2 separate regions of the Gossypium raimondii genome follow, and region 2 is linked to region 1. Evidence: chromatin contacts called from public Hi-C data. All regions are on one chromosome and are shown on one strand. Each heading gives the region's core, a stretch centred on a gene start, on an enhancer-like site or on the middle of the called end of the contact. The rest is flanking DNA. Distances are from core to core; before and after follow the strand shown.

Region 1 (4,824 bases), core at 1,410-3,909:
CCAATCCAAATTATATATTTTAATATATATTTGTAGATATAAAATCAACCATATCTAAATATTATTTAATTCAAAATCCAAACCCATCCTTAAAAAATAAAACCGAAATCCATCAATATTTATGATGTATTTATCGGGTAGTAGCATATCAACTCTCACCTCAATAAGACAAATTACCTTAACATGGAATAATGTTTTACTAAAAAGAAAATTATTGGTTGAACTGACTTCAGCACTAGTTCTGGTGGCAACAAAAGAGCTTCAAATAAACAATCCAAAGTAAAATTAATTAAGGGATTATGTTGCCTAATATTTTGGGATGGAACAATTACAAATTAATTAACTTATATGTATTTTAAAACCATAAAGTTTTTATAATTTTGGACACATGTAAATTATTTAATTAAATAATTAATTTTAATTTTATGAATTAAAAGTCCAAAAGCACATTACATGATCTATTGAGATAAAAGTACTATAGAAGTTCCTGTATTTAGGGTGAATTGTATTTCAACTTTTCTATTGAAAGTATACATAAATTAATCTTCATACATTTTGAAACATGCAAATTAGTCTCTCCATTAAAATTTTCTCTTAAATATTGACTGAAAAATACTGAAAATTATCTTTTATAGACTATAAAATGGTCACTCAACTATTAATTTTTATGTCTTTCGTTTTATTTTGATCACCCAACTATTAATTTTTTTATTTAGTCACTAAACTTTTAAAAATTAAATATTTTAGTCACTCGAGTTAATGTGGCTTTTTATTGGTCTAGTAACAAAATTAGCCCTCTAATGTTTACAGTTTATCAATTTGATTCTAAATATAAAAAAATTCAACAAATTTAGCCTTCAATGTTTATAAAATTTGCTCTTTAAGTTCTAATTCTAAACAAAATTAATAAATTTGACCTCAACATTTACAAAATCTATCAATTTAGTCTTAACATTAAAACCTAAAAAGATATTTTAAAAATATATTTTTAGTCGTTTATAACCTATCAACTAACCCATGTAAGATATTAAATTAAGAAAAAGAGTACCATCTTTCAAGTCACTTGCAACAATTTTTTTTACTATAATTTAGGCTTCACACTTGACCAAACCAATTGATTTGGAACCTATTTGGAATAATTGGTAGCATTACTACCCGAATAGACAATGTTTTTAATGCTTTTATTTTCTTTTGGATCTTAAATTTTGTGTTTTATCCCAACTTTTTAGAGTTCTTTTGCAAGTGGCTCGAAAAAGAGTACTTTTTTTTCTCCTTATTTTAATATCTCACATGGGTTAGTTGTAAGGATGAGAAAAAGAACCCAAATTCGATAGATTTTGAGCCAATCTGACCTAATAGGGTCGGGTTTTTTTATTGAAGTTAGGGGTCAGGGCAGGTTAATTTTTAAAAAACTAGTTAAGTCGGGTCGAGTTTAGAATGGAACCGCCCACCTCACCTTGAGATATTTACGAAATTACCATCTATACAGATTTAATATTAATTAAATTAAAAACTTCTAAAAATTATCACTACTAGTCTTATTCTATTGCCTCTACACTAGTCTCAGTTCACCTCTGTAAGGCTATTTCCCTCATTTTCTAACTTCTTAACTTAATAATTTATTAAAGGAGTCTTTGTTTCTTCTTTTTTTCTTCTGTGTTGTAATCGCAACATGTGTGTAAATATACATTACCACACAACTCCATAGATAAATCATTAAGAAAATCTAATAAGAAATGGTTAATTGTTTTTAGCCCACATTTGTTGCTCAAAAATGTTTTTTTATTATTATGGATTTTCTGGTTAGTATTAGGGTTTTCATTTGGTTCATGCCCATTATATGCGAATTTGAGAATAGTGAAAAAGATGAAATAGTTGAAACTTCCTATAGAAAATCACAAAATCTTGCAAGATCCCTTATGGATCTTTTCAACTTTTGTTTTCACGATTAATACAAGCTTTGTCCTAGAGAAATGACTCCAGGTCATATTCTATTTTCACAAACAGTACAATGGAATACAATTTACACTATATCAAGTTGTGATTTGATTTTTGTAAGTAAAGTCATGTTATATATAAGTTATGTATTTAATATACCAACTTTTTATTATTACTACGCATATATTTTTTCTAGTTACTACTTTAAGATGTATAATTTTACAATATATCAAAATATGTAAGTTATGCATATATAAAAAATTTTCTTACTTAGGGTTTACTATAAATATCACAGATGAATTAATTTATAAATTAATTTATGGTTAATTTAACTTGAATCTTGTCCAATATATTGAAAAGTTTTGAACCCTAAACGTTGGGAAGCCATTCACCAATGATTTCGTCAATTTATGTTACACCATCTAGGGCTTGGCTCATCCTTTTTATGACAATGTTATTCTTGTGTTTTGGAAAGGGAGTAATCAAATAAGTTGTGTTTACTCAAATTCTTAGTGTCATTAATGGAAGGAATCTGCAAATTTCACGTGGCTTTCAGTGTGGAAAAATAAATGAGACTTGTTTCGATTTACTCCTTAATAAAGCTTTGAACCTAAACTAAGTAATTCATTATTAGATAATTAAGAAGAAAAAAGCAAGATGTTGGGGTCCCTGGGCAGGCAAGGGGCATCCAATCTTTCACCTGTGACTTGGAAATACATACATACATACATACGTACGTACGTACGTACATTATTTTGCTTTGGCAGTTATGCGTCCTTCATTAAGCTTGTGTAGTCCATGGAGGAGACATTTGAATTACATATTTCACATTCAAAGGACAATTTGTACGCTCTAATGTCCAAAATAAATTCTTCCCCCAAGCCCGGGACCCCATATTTTGCTTACCATTTTCACTTTCTTCTTCTTCTTCACTTTCTTCTTCTTCTTCTTCTTCTTCTTCTTCTTCTTCTTCTTCTTCTTCTTCTTCTTCTTCTTCTTCTTCTTCTTCTTCTTCTTCTTCTTCTATTATTGATTGAATTTTTAACTCTTATGATGTCTCATCTTAAAAACTAGTTTGATTAAACCTCAAGTTGAATTCAGTTTTTAACAAAAGTAGTCAAAATATGAAGAAGTGATTGCAAGCTCTGGAATTCAAACTTCATTAGATGTATACTCTTAAGAATAATCTTTTCTAACTTAATCAATGTTCCCATTTTGATCCCAACATTTCTTGATTTCATTTATTAAGTGATATAAGTTTAAAACTTTATATACATATATGTTTGGTTCTCATGAATTTTGAATAATAAGTTACATATTCATCCTCAACCAGTTCAAAGAAAGTATTGAGATAGCACTCTTAAGATAACAAGATGAACCAGCTAATAAGTGTCGAATGTAATTATAAAGAGTATTGTATTCTTATAGATGGAATTTAAGTTTTGATCTTAACTAAATTTTAAAATTTTTGAGGTCAAAGTGCAATTTTATAATAAATTAATTTATATTTTTATTATTTATAGAGGAATTAAACTAAAAATTTTAATTTTTAGAGAGGCCAAATCCCCTGCTAGTCCCCTTAGTATTGCCTTTGGTTGAGATGAACAACCACAAATCCTAAGATAATTAATCTTCATGAACTGTAAAATGAACAAGAAAGAGATATCTTGATCAACCAAGAAAAATAAAATGTTATTTTATTATAAAATATAAATAATATTTATTTTTGAAAATTACAAATGTATATATACCATAATAATTAGGGTGGATAAAATCTAACTTCATTCTAATAAATTGATTAAATTTTAAATTTTAAATTAAATAATTCAAGTTATTTTAATTTTGATTCGATTCAAATAAATAGTTTAAGTTAAATAGGTCAACTCGATTTTGGAATGTAGTTAATTGAATAATCTATAAAATTAACTATAATTCAATCCTACCTTTTGTGAACAAGTTTGATTTAGTAAATACAATCTATGATTCGATTGAGTTAATTCAGAAGATTCATAAATACTAGTTTTGAACAATTGGATTAGTCACCTAATTAGTATACTTTTATTATCTAAATCGTAAATAAAATTCCTATTTTTAGTTTCAAAATTTCTAAACTTTCTCTTATTTTTTAAAAATCACAAGTTGTATATTTATTATTATAGCTAACAAATGGTTATATTTTTAGTCTCAAGTATGTGGCTTTTACATTATTATCAAACGATTATTTAATTTAAAATCGTACTTCCCATTCTATTGATATTCTTCACTCTTTTTCTTTGGTGTTGCTTTCAAACACACAAATTTGTTAAATGATCCTCACACTTTCTCAAAGAGAGACAAATTATCATCATTTCACTTTCATGCAGCTAAATAAATCATAAATATGGGATAAGTTTCAACAATTTAATTTCTTGGGGACTGATCCTCCATGAATTATCTAGGGATCAAGCTATAAAATTTTCATGAGAATCAGATCCAAATGTGTTTAAAAATCTAGGATTTCGTGTTTGAACCATGGAGTTTAATTCATCCAAATTTAAATTTATCATACTTAACTGGACAGTAGGAGAAGAAAATAAAATAAAATAAATTTAACATATGAAGCAATAAGGGATATTGTCCAATGAAAAATAAAAACCCTACAAAACTCATGCAGAAGATGTTCAAACACAAGAAAACCCAACAAAACATATATGTACTTGTAATAGAGTTTTTGTTTCCTAAGAAGAAAAAGCAAAATTCAAAGTTGATTGTAATCATCACTTACTTGATTCTTTGATGAATTTATAATCGAATTTTTCTTCCAAGGCATAATATATGAAGCTACCAAAGGAAAAATCCGAAGGGATAGCATGATCCAAAATTGTGAAGGAAGAAAAATAAAGGATC
Region 2 (4,243 bases), core at 429-2,928, 550 kb after region 1:
GGAGTTTTTGGTTACTAAGAAAGTTGTGAAACTGAAAAGAAAAAGAAAAGGAAAAAAAGAGAGGTTCTGATATAATCTCTACTTTGAACAAAAGAAAACATACTTCTCTGAACTCTACTTTTGTTGATAAAATCTTTTTCCTGATGGGGTGAATATGTTTAAATCACATAAATGATACCAATGACTTTGAGATGGCTAAAAATCAAATAAAAACAAGTCTATAGTTTATTTTTTAGATCTTCCCTCCCAACCCTCCAATACATATTTTCACTATTCACTCACAAATATAATTTAATGGATGGATTCTTCACCATGTGAATGATAATGAAGAATGTGTACCGGAAATGGACCGAATTCTAACCCAAAAAGACGACCTAATCTCTTCAAAAATAGGTAAAACTATTCATTCTTCAATGAACTTCTTGAGGTTCTTCAACCACAGAATATACTCCCGGCCATCCTTATTAATCATGTACTCGTGCAAGTAATTTGTGGTGCTCGGTTTGATTCCTCGGATCTCCAAATACTTGTGAAAAGCCTTCTGCAGGTTCTCATCCAAATCACTGCAAAACAAGAACATTAGTAATCGCATTCCATGCAAATCAATATTCCAATTTCACAATGTATCGAATAGGCTTACTAGAAATCTGGGCCTTCATAGGCGAGTTCATCCTCGGAGTTGGGATTTCGAACGGACAAACTATCTATGGTAATCTCATCAGGGTAAGCGGTACAGTTGAACTCTAAACTCGGACCATCTTTTTTTGAGACATTAACAACCAATGGGACATTTGATTTACTAGGCTTTTCAGTGTCATCATCATTGTCATCATCCGCTTCGCCTTCACCAGTGACAAGATCAGGCATGTGAACATTAACTTTGACGAGTTCACCATCATACTCTCGTGTTAATGTTATGGTTTGAAGCCCAGGAGTGTCTTCGATTTTGAAAGGGAATTCACTTGGAGTTCCTTCAGCCTGTGAAGAAACAATTTTTTTTTAAATGATTAAAAGACAATTTAAAATAAAGCATTGTTTTCAGCTTGAAAACTTAACATCAATACTAGCTATTAAGCAATTGTTCTGTTCTTTTTCCCCACAAATTGTCTCAATAACCATATTGTAAACGACTAAAAGCAGCTTCTAATTATGTTTCTCAGGTCGGATATAAGTGCTACAATGAGTGTTACCATGTTCCAAGACAGCTCTTGAATTCAATCCCTACAAGTCTTCAGTTGACACGATTTTGATTGTAAAACACCCAAAATCCAACTTCTATTTTTCCACTTACTTTCGTACAAACCCTAAATGATAAAGAAAATGGGGAAAAGAAAAACTAATTAATTACTCACCTGATCATATTCATCACTCTCCTCGGCACACTGAATCTCAGACTCAATAACTCGGAGAAGAGACTCATCAGAAGCGGATTTTTGAGAATCAACAGCCGTTGAGAAATGTAGGGTGTTTGGGTAAAAACGGTTCACAGTAGGTTGCTGAGGCTGGAATCCATGGTTCAAGGCCGTGAAGATGCAAGAGTGGTAATTTCTCTGGACTCGGGTGAGTCGAATAGCGAGTGGTGCTAAGGAGTTAGCTGTTTTCCGGAGAATGGAAGTGAAAGCCATGGGGCAGAAAGGTTGCTAGGGTTTTGGGAACAGCTAGATTGTAGTACGTGAAGAGGGTTTTAGGTTATTTTAAAGGCAGCATTGATGTTGAGGTACTGATGGGCTATATTCAAAAGCTTCCCCTGTTGGGCCTAATTTGGTCTGGGATTGGGCAGTTACCCATAATTTCTCTAAATCTAACTTTATCCACTCGGGTTTAGCCTATTCTACAATGTCCCAACTGGATTATATGATGTTAACTCTAGGTATGGGGTCTTAACGAGCCGTTTTATTTCATTTGATCACTTATGTTTATTTGAAAGCATTGTTGTTTTTAGCATCTGGATTGATTATTCATTCCATGGAAACTATTGTTAGATATTCTTTAGAGAAAAGTCGAAATATAATTTTTATGGGTAAAAAAGCACGTGTCCATTACGATTTTAATCAAACAAATTATTAAAAATTTCAAACTTCACTAATTTCGAAAAATTTGATCCAATTTCAACCAACCTTAATTTTATATTTACAATTTTTTAATATTTAAATTTATTTATTATTCATGTTATTATCTATGTGTCAAAATCTAAATATAAAAATGAAGGGTTGCATAAAAGGTTGAATTTATGTTAATCGAAACAGAGAATCTTAATAAGAAAACCAGACATTTTTAAAAAGAAAATCAATGAAACCTCAATTCTTTTATGTAATTTCTCTTTGGATAAATTAGCAAGGTGATGATCCAACTTTTAGGTATGTTCCATTTTGATCACCCAATTTAAAAAACTTTCAATTTTATCATCAATGTTTTTAAATTTTAAAATTTTAGTCACCCTCTTAAATACTTAATAGAAAGCTGATATGGGTGGTTTTTTATTGGTCTAATAATAAATTTAACTCTCCAATATTTATACATTTTATCAAATTGATCCTAAATCTAGCCATTTAGCCCTCAATATTTACAAAATTTCACAAACTTCAGTAATTTTCACAACAATGATCCTGTATTCTCTCTACTAGCAAATCGGTGAATTGCTTCCCTCTCAGCTTCTCTCCTTTCTTTTTAATTGTTTTATTTTTCTTTTCTATCTCTGCAATTTTGTGCTTTGCTTTGAAAGTTATTCAATTTTTGCACAAGAATGAAGAGAAGAAAACCCCAAAGGTAAAAATAAGAAAAAAAAGATGGAAAAGACCTATGCGCCCAAACGTGTTCCTTACCCAACCAGGCCTAGTTAATTATGGAGAAGCAAGAGTCTGAAGTCTGAACTCTGTGTGTGTGTGTGTGTGTGTCTTTTAATGGGTTTCCCCTGTAATTTAGATAGTTGCTTCTTTTAGATATTGTTTTTCGCTACTTCAATTGATAGTTTCGTTGGTTAATTTAGTTCTTTTTGACTTATTTCTTATTGGGTTTTTTTTCTCCGATTTCCTTATGCCTGTGAAACTATCTGCACAAGTGTTTCAATTTCCCTTGAAGGGCTTGATCGTTCCACTTTTGGCTTGTTTATAAATATATGCCATCACCTCACACTGAAGAAGCCAAATTGGAACAAATTATCACTGATTTCTTGTAAGAGTCTTTTAGAATTAAATCGAATTTTTTTTGTAAATGTAATAAATTTTTTAAAATTAGAACTAAATGATAAATTTTGTAAGCGTTGAGGGTTAAATTTGTTAAAATTTTAAATTTAAGGTTTAATTGATAAAATGTACAAATATTGAAAATTTTAATTTGTTATTAGGCCAATAAAAAAATTCACTAAACTTTCCATTAAGTATTTAAGTGCCGATGACTAAAATTTTAAATTTAAAAAATATTGGTGATGAAATTGAAAGTTTTTAAAGTTAAGTGATCAAATTAAAACCTACCCAAAAGTTGGGTGACCACCAGGTAGTTTAATCTCTCTCTCTCTTCTTTACAAAAGAAGCAGAAATACAGCAATACTAAAATCTAAGCTTCCCATGCCTAAGGGCGTCAGCATGCAGTGAAGGGAGAAGACCGTCAGGCGGATTAGGCAAACGGACGAGCCCATTCGTGCCTTCATGCGCCAGGTTAGCGAGATGATCAGCATAATGGTTTCCTTCCCGGAAAATATGCCGAACCTCCATCACCCATCCCTCTCGTATCAAGTCCAAGCAATCACCAATATACATATTTAATAGATGCTGATGCTCATAAGATCGAGACAGCAGCTAAACTACCCATAACTCGTCTAACTCAACAATCTAACGAGCTACCCTGAACTCCTTGGCTAACCGCAAATCATCTTGAACACCCCCACAGCTCCGGTGGAAGGCTGTCCGTACGTCCGGTCTTTAGCATGAACCCATGCACCCAATTTCCATCTGCACTGCACAGCAAGCCACTAGCAGTCACTAAGGCCCGAACAAGAACACACCGCCCCATCCGTTTTCAAGTTTTCTAATAACAGGGTACCATTTGAAGATTTGACCATTCCTTGTCCCCTTCAGGTCAACTTGGAACCCCTGCGACAATCTTTTATTAGATAAATTAGTTAGTCTAATGAGTTTGATCTTTTCTCGAATTAAGCGCTAATGGAGTTCGAAAACATAAAATTCAAATTTAGTTCGAGCTCGCTTGAAGAAACCAATTCATCTAAAATGTTCAAGTAAAATATAAA

What was found. A called contact is a pair of places that touch in the nucleus more often than the background predicts.
Region 2: a Hi-C map of leaf shows a contact between it and region 1, with 2.4 times the contacts expected there. The contact joins the promoter of LOC105780511 here to the enhancer-like site in region 1. A contact is called at or near these places in 2 of 2 Hi-C or Micro-C datasets (both in leaf).

Annotation. Positions count from the first base shown.
Region 1 is chr4:39,224,137-39,228,960 of ASM2569854v1, forward strand. No RefSeq gene overlaps it. Among protein-coding and RNA genes, the nearest start is that of LOC105780617, 13 kb to the left of the region's middle. Within about 2 kb of position 2,660, the one cell type or tissue checked has open chromatin away from gene starts, as enhancers often do. A contact at or near this core is called in leaf, where this site is marked.
Region 2 is chr4:39,777,347-39,781,589 of ASM2569854v1, forward strand. LOC105780511 (hypothetical protein) reads right to left here and starts at 1,679. Exons shown (of 3, transcript XM_012604893.2): 1 at 1,353-1,679; 2 at 641-978; 3 at 104-563. The coding sequence starts at 1,625. The coding sequence ends at 404.